2 separate regions of the Mus musculus genome follow, and region 2 is linked to region 1. Evidence: chromatin contacts called from public HiChIP or PLAC-seq data. All regions are on one chromosome and are shown on one strand. Each heading gives the region's core, a stretch centred on a gene start, on an enhancer-like site or on the middle of the called end of the contact. The rest is flanking DNA. Distances are from core to core; before and after follow the strand shown. Region 1 has its middle 22 kb from the start of Gm16796. Region 2 overlaps Dok5 (docking protein 5).

What was found. HiChIP or PLAC-seq counts read pairs in DNA pulled down with a chosen protein or histone mark.
Region 2: a contact with region 1 is called in an H3K4me3 HiChIP or PLAC-seq map of embryonic basal ganglia, with 3 times the contacts expected there. The contact joins two enhancer-like sites. A contact is called at or near these places in 2 of 484 Hi-C or Micro-C datasets (cortical neurons and embryonic stem cells) and 2 of 115 datasets of contacts at active chromatin or transcription factors (embryonic basal ganglia and embryonic stem cells).

What each region holds. Positions count from the first base shown.
Region 1 is chr2:170,531,734-170,536,451 of GRCm38.p6, reverse strand. No RefSeq gene overlaps it. Among named protein-coding and RNA genes, the nearest start is that of Gm16796, 22 kb to the right of the region's middle. Within about 2 kb of position 1,836, at least 12 of the 459 cell types and tissues checked have an H3K27ac peak or open chromatin away from gene starts, as enhancers often do. A contact at or near this core is called in embryonic basal ganglia, where this site is marked.
Region 2 is chr2:170,835,969-170,840,686 of GRCm38.p6, reverse strand. The region is part of intron 5 of Dok5 (docking protein 5); the gene reads right to left. Among named protein-coding and RNA genes, the nearest start is that of Gm35033, 62 kb to the right of the region's middle. RefSeq lists an enhancer at 1,246-4,658. Within about 2 kb of position 2,281, at least 59 of the 459 cell types and tissues checked have an H3K27ac peak or open chromatin away from gene starts, as enhancers often do. A contact at or near this core is called in embryonic basal ganglia, where this site is marked.

The DNA.
Region 1 (4,718 bases), core at 587-3,086:
TGTCTCTCCTCCCTCAACTCCTCTTTCTGTAACCCGAATAAACTCTATTCTATACTATGGCTGCTCCCTCAGGGGAAGGGATGCCTCAGCATGGGCTGCAGAGGCACCCCCTGCCCCCACACCTGACTACACCTCCACCACACCCTTTTCCCTGTATCTTTCTATAAAACACAACACATACCACATGTTGAAACTCTACAGTGGGAGAAAGAGAGGGAGTTCAAGGAAGGGGGGGGGGACTTGGTGGCAGGAGAGAGCACAAGAGGGGAGGGAGCTAGTGATGACTTCAGACAGGGAGGCAGGGGCATACCATCTGGAATGGGCTAGCAAGCCCCTCCTTACTGAACCAGGCAGTAATATTTAGACTCTCTAAGTCCTTTGGCCTTCATCAAAATTACTCAATACTGCCATCACAGAGGGAAGCATTGCCATAGGTAATATGTAAATGAGTGGGCATAGTTATACTGCAATAAAACCTCATTTATGGGAGCAGGTGAGATTTGGCTCAGTCTCCTGCCCTGTGATCTAGGGTTTTATAAGACCTGGTAATTAGCATGGATTTAATTAGAAGCACAGTTAGAAGCCACTTGAGAATTTTGAGCAGGAGAACAATATAATTTAATTTACTTTTTAATATGACCATGGCTGTTCTTCATGCACTGTAGAAAAGCAGGCTCAGAGGCCAGGAGACAAGCAGGACACACAGGAAGCTGTGATGGTTGATTCTGATTGACGACTTCATGGGACTTAGGATCATACCAGTGGTGGGTCTATTTGAGTTCCCAGAAATGTTTAACTGAGGAGGAAAGGTCTGCCCTCTGTGGGTGACACCATCCCATGGACTGGATCCCACAATTAATAAAGAAGGGAAAGTGAGTGGAGCGCCACAGTGCATCTTTCCCAACTAGAGACGCAATGTGAGCAGCTGTCTCCAGCTCCTGCCGCCATGATGGACTGGAACCTTAAGCCACGAAGCAGAATAAGCCCTTCGTTTTCAAGCCGCTTCTGTCAAACTTTGTCACAAGAACAGGAAAATAACTGGTACAAAAGTTAGGTATGTCCCAGGCAAGAGAAGGTGTAGCTTTGACAAGATGGCGGTGCATAGCATTGTGAAGAGCTGACGCGGCCAAGAACATACATAGCATTGGTTAAAGATCAAACGTGGGCTGTTGGAGAAAGAGTGACTGTCTTCTTGTCAAAGACATGCGTGCCAACTTCTGGGATGTCACCGAGAGACTGCCAGAGTTTGTTAGAAGAGAAACTTGGAGTGGCAACCCCCCCCCCCCCCCCCCCACACACACACACACACGTAGTTCCATTGCCAGGGAGGCTGAGACAGGCAGACCCCTGGTGCACACTGGCCCACCAGCCCAGCCTAGTCTGCAGGTTGTAGGTCGGTTGAGAGATCACGTAGGTTGAGAGATCATGTCTCACAACGCACCGTTAGTGTCATCAGAGAAGGAACGTTACCAACGCAGACACAGTGTACCTGGGTGCGCGCATGCGCAAATGTGATGTGTTTAGTGAGCTTGAGCCAATGACTTCCTGACGTACACAGCTAAATTATCTGAGGTTTTTTTGTTTTTGTTTTTTTTTTTAAACCCCTCTGTTTCTTGAGTATCATCCTGAGATTAAAGACTTTGGAGAGAAAGCAGAAGTTTCAGTGGCTCACTGTAGGAGTCCCATCTTTGCTGCTCTGTCTCAGGCTTTTCGCCCCGCCCCCGCCCCCCCCCCCCGCCGCCCGCCCCATTTTCCAGGGTGGTTTTCAGGGCACCATGTATAGTGATAGGAGGAAAGCCATGAACACCCAGCCCCACCCTATCCCCCTTCCTGGTTCCTGCTTAGTGGCCCCATTCTATAATGGTTTCTGAGCACTGTCTGCCTGTTACCTCCCCTCCCTCCCTCCCTTCCTTCCTTCCTTTCTTCTTTAATTCATTTTAGCTGGGAATGACTTTGCAATTCCTAACGTCTCTTTGACATTTTAAGCTCAGTTAAGGGTTTTCCTTAAACTTTAATGCATTTCATCGGAAGGATAAAATAAAGCAATCTTGCCAGCTTTTATGAATAATTAGTGACTCAGAAAAGAGCCTCGAGTTAGTGGGGAATTTGGTGAAGTGACAAAAATATGCTCAAGTCTATAGTTTGATGCTCTTTAAAGAATTCATCACAGACTAATAATAGGGTGTGTCAAAGGGACCCGTCAGGCTGACAGGAAAATTGTTTTTCGGGAAACAAAGTCGGTGTGGCATTTATAGCAGCCCCTCTGGAGGTTTGCAGAACAAGAAAAAGAGGAAATTTAATTCCATTATTTTCCTGTGCCCAATAAGTGATGAAGCCTAGAAGAAAGATCAGTGTGCTGGCACATGCACTTGTGCGCATGAGAACACACACACACACACACACACACACACACACACACACACACTCACACACATTCAGAAAGGGGGACACATTTTCTTTTACTCTCTAACATAGAGAGGAATGAGTCGCTTCTAACCACTCTTACCCTTTCCTTGAAAAGTCTGATTTTGAATAAAGTAAAAAAAATCGCACTAAATACCATAGTGGGAAATGGGGCCGGGGAGTAGGGTGGGGAAGGCTCTCGAAAACCGTTTATGTGACATGCTGTCGTGAGGATTTCAGACCTGGGTTGGGGATGGAGGGAGTCAGTGCCCCTACCCTCTCTTCCTCAGGCCCAGTTCTTCTCTGTGAAGCCGTTCCCCCTGGAGAAACGATGAGCTTGTGGGGCTTCCTAACAGACCATGAGTGAGCGTTTTCAGGCATGGGTGACCCCCAAAGAATCCACACTGAAAAGTCTACACCAAGTATAGATGATGGCTGCTAAAGCCAGCATGGAGGATGGCTTCTTCCCCATGTCTTTTTAGGTGGGTCCTCTCCCTCTGGTCACCCTCAGTCTGTCTTCCCTAGCCCCGCCTGAGACATAAACGCCATATGCAATTAGGGCAAAATTGGGAGGAACAGTTGTATATACTTGGGTCAGGGTCCAGTTACCTCCCACCCCCTTCCTCTCGGAGATAGTCCACAGGTCCAGCTGAGATGATGTTTCTCCAGCGGAGGCAGCAGATCTGATGGAGAGGGTGACCTTTTGGCTCCAAGGATGATTCTGTACAATGCATACTCATCCCTCTGACACCACCTCTCTCTGTCTAACTACACACATCAGTCTTGTCATGGGACAACTTGGCCTTCCCTCAGCCACTTGGTAGGTCCATGTCACTTCTCTTCCATTTACCCTGAAGATGTTTTCCACGTAAAAAAGCTGTAAAGCGGACCCTGCCCCTGCAAAGGCACGCCGGGGAGGTGGTTAAAGAAGTATGAGGACGGGAGTTCTGATCTCCAGAAAGCATCTAAGTGCCAAGCAGACAGGTGGCTGCCTGTCCAGTACAGGAGACAGACGCAGGAGATCTGGAAGTGAGCTAGACCGGACAAATCGGTGAGTTCTGGGTTCGAATGAGAGATTCTGCCTCAGTAGAAGGTGGACCAACCACGGTCCAGGAAAACACTCAATGTCAGCCTCTGGCCTCTGCAGGCACACACATGTGCAGTGCACTCATGTTCACCTATACACATTACAAACACACATATAGATATTTAAAAATAAATTAATTAAAAGTCACCTCTTCAGTAGGCAAATTCCCAGCTGCTACTTTGTCTATTCCTAAAAAAATAACCAGGAGTCTCCAAATATATAAAATCCTTTACAAATGAAGTAAATACCAAGCTTGTGGGTTTTGTTTTGTTTTGTTTTGTTTTGTTTTCTCAAATAGAGAGAAAAAAATTAGTTTTGTTATCTAGAAAGAGAAAAAAAAACAATTTAGTTTGGAAAATAATAGTACCTATGAATGAAAAAACGATTTTTTAAATCCCCAAAAATACTTGCCTGATAGGTTGGAGTCTCTCTGTCTGCTAAGAGTCCCCTTAGCAAAGGTACTGGACAGACTTACGGATGGTGTTTCCATCCTGTGCCCAGCGCTCCTTGGTGCGATCCCCCTGGGTCAGCCTCTTAGGGTTGAACTTAGTGGCTTGCTTTTAGTCAACCGCCCATGGTGGAGGTAATAGATGCCAAGGTTTTTTTTTTAGATTAGGTGACAGAAATCTGTGGCTTCCATATTTTTATACTCTCCCTTCTCCCTCTCCCCCCGCCCTGCCCCCGTCCCCTACCCTTCTTCCCCTTCCTTCTACTCCCCCTCCCTCTCTCTACTCTCTGTCATAGGACAGACCAATGCAGAGTGCCCTGTTAGCAAGCTCTAGGGTGAGTCTTCTGAACCTGACAATGCTCACAGCAACGGGCTCTGTCTGGAGACTACGCTGTCTACTTAGAAGCGAGAGATAGCCACAGCCTAGCAGATGCCTTGACCAGCAGCATCTTGTGAGAGTCAGAGAAGAGCACGCCCAGCTCGCCAGTTCCCAGAGACTGACCTACAAGGAGCCTGCTGACTTTTCTTGATCCCAGCTGCCAAAATTCAGGGAGATTTGTCTGAGCCTCCATAGTTAAGGGATGCAAGAAGTCGCCAAACCCCCGCTGTGACGTCTAAGTTGTGTCTGCCGTACAAAGGCTCCAACTAGGACCGGTAGGAAGCTCAGGTGTGAATGTTCACAATCACTCCCAGTGTGATCGGATGTTGCTAAGGTGTTCATTTTCCTCGGATGCCAAGGACTGATCTCATTGTTGAGATAGAAACGTGGAAGAAAGGAAG
Region 2 (4,718 bases), core at 1,032-3,531, 300 kb before region 1:
TCTGCTGAATTAATGTGTGGGACATGTGGGAAATTCTTCCAGGAAAGCAATGTATATGGGTTTGGTGACTGGTGATTGAGAAAATCCACCTCAGACCACAAAAATCCAGAAACAAACTGATAAAGGGAGCTGGCCAGGTACCATTAGGCGAGAGCAAACCAAATTTTTTTCAGTTACATATATTTTAGTGTATATGTGTGTGTGTGTGTGTGTGTGTGTGTGTGTGTGTGCATATGGAAATATATTTAATTACTATGAATATTTTAATTTAAAAATATTTACTTTATGTGTATGGGTGTTTTGTTTGCTGTGTGTGTGTGTGCTCCACATGCATGCCTAATGCCCTTGTAGGTCAGAAGAGGCCACTGTATCCCCCCAGAACTGGAGTTACAGTGTGTTATGAACCACCATGTGGGTGATGAGTATCAACTCTGAGTCCTTGTACCCCTAGCTGCTAAGACGTCACTCCAGTCCCCTACTATCCCTCTCTTAAAGAATGGGTAAAATCACACGCAGCAAGACTGACTGTAACGGGTTCTAGTATGGATTTATAGTCAACAATGGTAGAGTTTGTATCTGCCTGCTTTAAAGGATCTGATCCTCTGAAGCCTCTCCTTTCTATCTCTTGCTGAGAGTGTGAACACTGCCTTACTTACTGCCTAAGGTACGTTCATGTCTGAAAAACTGTGTAACGCCATGAAGAAGCTAAGCACGTATCCAGCTCAAGCTGTTGTTGTTTCTGAGTCTTGTCCAGGAGGCGCAATTAATGCCCTAGAACAAGGAAATATATTCCAGTCCAAGTTCATAGTTAGCCCAGTGCCACAGCTATATGTTAGGGCCCAATAATGGCAAATATTGCTTATATTAAATGTCATAAATGTGGGTTTATGAGAAGAGGGGAGAGAGAATTTGGTGTCAATCAGGTAAGCTTGAGAAGATAATGTCAGGGACGCTGATTATGGGATTTTAATCATTATGTTGTACCTATCCAATAAAGTACAAAAGGTGAGATCCTGGACACTTTTCCGTGATGTGTTTCATGAAGACATCTTATGCCACCACAAACTCCACTCTCAGCTCCTTTGCACGTAAGCCATAAAACCTTGATACCACTTCCTTGCACCAAGTTCTATTAGATTTTGTGATTTTTACACATCTCTCCCCATTCCACAAACACAGAGTATATGAATTTGTATTATTAAGAGGAAGAAGTAGTCTTAATTGACTCTTTAAGGGGAAGAAGTCACCTACTCTTTGCCCTGTCCCTTGAGGGCAAGAAGGCTCGGAAGAGGTGCTCCAGGGGCCTTGATCAGCTTGGTTTTGTTTTGACTAAAACTCATGGTAGAAAATGTGGTTTCAGTTATTACCGAATCCATGCATGTATTGATCTATGGATTGATCGATCATAGATTAGGCTCCATGATAAAGCTTCCTTCCTTCTTGGTCTTCGTCCTCGATGCTCATGTGACAGTAAAGAATACAATGCTCACAGGACAATGCTCTCTCTACATCATCACTCATCAACTGGCAAGAGCAACTTTGAAGAAAAAAGTGAAGCCCGGTGTGGTGGCGCACGCCTTTAATCCTAGCACTCAGGAGGCAGAGGCAGGCGGATTTCTGAGTTCGAGGCCAGCCTGGTCTACAAAGTGAGTTCCAGGACAGCCAGGGCTATACAGAGAAACCTTGTCTCGAAAAACCAAAAAAAAAAAAAAAAAGTGACCCTTTTGGACAATGCCTGAATGTTTGCTTGTTTATCTTGAGATAGGATGTCATCAGCGCATCCTATCCTCCAAGTCAATATGCATTCAACCATGAGAGCGCAAACTGCTGATCTCTCTCCCGCCTCTACCTCCGGAGTGCTGGTTTACAGGAGTGAGTCACGGTGCTCAATTTCAGCAAGTGGTACAGTGCAAACCCAAGGCTTTGTGCATGGGAGGTAAGCCTTCTACCAACAGAGCTATATCCCCAGCCTCATCCAATGTCTCCTTTTAAAAACATAGTGCAGATCCTTTCTTTAGTAGTAGCATTTAAATCTTTCAGATGCTGGGGTCAAAAACAAAGGACCAAAGCATAGCAAAATGGCTACGGCATCAAAACTTCACTCTTGGCTCGCTTTCACATCTCTCAGTAGAGCAGACACGCGGCGCGGCCTCTGGTTTGAATGTCGGAGTTTTCTTGTCTGTTTAGTAAATGATGTGTGACCTTTAGTTGTACTGTGCGGCCCACACAGTGGGGAACTGACAAAACCTCTGCTTCTCACACAATTCCCTTCCGGCCTCTTCTAATCTTGGTGCCCAGGCCCTCCCATCCTGCTTGCTTTGTCTGACTGATTGGCCTAGAGCTCTTTCATCAGCACCCTCTCAACACATTAAAATGTAGCTCTAGGCTTTGACAAAACAGCACAGTGGGGGGAGGGCCCAAGGCAATACAAGAAAAACACATCAGTCAGACTAATGGCCTTGCATAACCCAGCAGGGCAGGCAGGGCTGGTCAGCTCTCTTCAGAAAACACAGGCGAAAAACTTCCTCAGGGGTTCATGCATGCAGGAGCAGGAAAAGAGACAGAAGCAGGAGTGTTGGCATCATGTTACTCCCTTCCTCCCTTCCCTCCAGCCATTGGTTTTAGCTCGGATGCTCCTGGAAGGACATCTCTTCACATCTTCATCTCAGAGGGAAGGTAAGGACCACATCCCAGAACAATGTCACACGGATGCCAATCTGACTGATGATGTTGGAGATGGCACCTGTCTTGGGGGAGGAGCCTGGACGCACATTTGGGCTCGGAAGTGAAGCCAGTCTTGAGGTTCAGAGCATTTTAACACAGAGTGAGGAAAACTGGGACACCATCATTTCCAAATCCTGGTGGAAGAAGAGGATTTCGTTTCTCCTGAGCAGGTCTGTGTGCAAGACCCAGCATCCTATTTGAACTCCTCTGTTCAACATAGTGAAAAGGAAGGTACCCTGCCCACTTCCCTTCCCCTTCCTTGATAATAAGAAATGAACCGCCCATGAAAGAGTGAGACATTCGAGAGTGTTCAGTGGCTTGCATCGAGAGTACCAGTCGTGAGTGTCCAGGAGACGTCAACGCGGCTTTTGTTTTATTTATAGGCCCTTCAGTTAGAAGAGAGTCCAACTTCTCCGCAGTGTGAGCTCACCAGCGAGCGTGCATTTGGTGTGAGCTATGTGAAAAGCTATCACTTATTCTCCGAGTCTGTTCAGATGGTCTCACACCCCAAGCAAAAAAACAAAACAAAAACACAAAACAACAACAACAACAACAACAACAACAACAACAACAACAACAACAACAAAAAAACAAACCTTTTCATAAGTTTAGGGGAAGCATCTGTGCCGGGAACCTTTCTTGGCTTACCTAAAATTTCTTTTTAAATGATGTCAAAGGCCCGAGAGAGACTCTCTCTCCGGTCAGTAAAGAAAGGCATTCATGTGTGGAAATTATTTAGCACGTTCTGCCAAATGTCTCCTGAGCCTCTCTCACTCCTGCAGAGGCGAAGAAACCCGGGGTATTAATTTAAATCATTCGGAGGCGAGGTAGAGCCTGCCACCGAAGCATGTGAAGCCAGCAGCCCGCTCCAAACATAAAAGGGAAAGCTCACTGGACACCTGCCACCCTTCTGCGAACAATGGCACTTCTGGAAAGGATCCATAGGGACGTAGCTGCCCCAAGAGCACTCTGCCATTGGATCTTCCCATGGAAAGCTGTGGCCTCTGGCAGGTTGATGTGTGTAAGTGAGATGTCAGAGCCAGAGCAGCGGAAGCAGCAGGCTAAAGACAAACACCTCAGACAAAAGAAGCAACAAAGCTTTAGGCCTCTAGAATACCTGAATTGTTACTGTTATTGTCAGGAGGAAATCTTTGTGCAGTCGCAGGTTATTACAATTTTTATGCTTCATCTTCAAATTTCTTCATGGGGAAAAAAATGGCAATAGGGTTGAATGTACTTGTCCTGGGAGGTGAAGGGAGACATAGGTAGAAGGTCCCAGAGGCTTGGCCCCAACTGCACAGCTACCCAGGAAAGGTGTGCCCAGGCTCCAAGAGAAAAGAGCAAATGGGGGTTCACCAACTAAACCCGAGCTAAGGGCATTAATACACTAGCCAAGGGATAGAGGAATATCAAATCAGGATGCTCTTCCTAAGTCTGTGACTCACTGATGGAGGCCTCCTTAAACATGTAAAGATGGCTTCATAAGTAAGGAATGAGATGCTGACAAGATTATAGATGATATGGGGGCAGCAGAGATGGCTAGAGGTGAAGAACACTTGTCTCTCTCTCAGAAGACTCGGGTTTGGCTCCGCCTACCCACATCAGGCAGCTCACAACCACCTGCTACTTCAGTCCTAGAGGTTCTGATGCCCTCGTCTGGCCTCCAAAGGCATCTACTACTACTACTACTACTACTACTACTACTACTACTACTACTACTACACCACACATGCACACACACACATGCATACACATACTATCATATACACACACACATACACATATGCCCACAGACACATACACACACATAGTACCATAGACACACACACATATGCATAGACATATCACTTATGCATACACACATGCATACTCATACACATATCACAGACATACATATACACATATACATACTTTCACAGACACAAACATGCACATCACATACACAAACAATTGCATCATATACACATTACATACACATACCACCACAGACATAC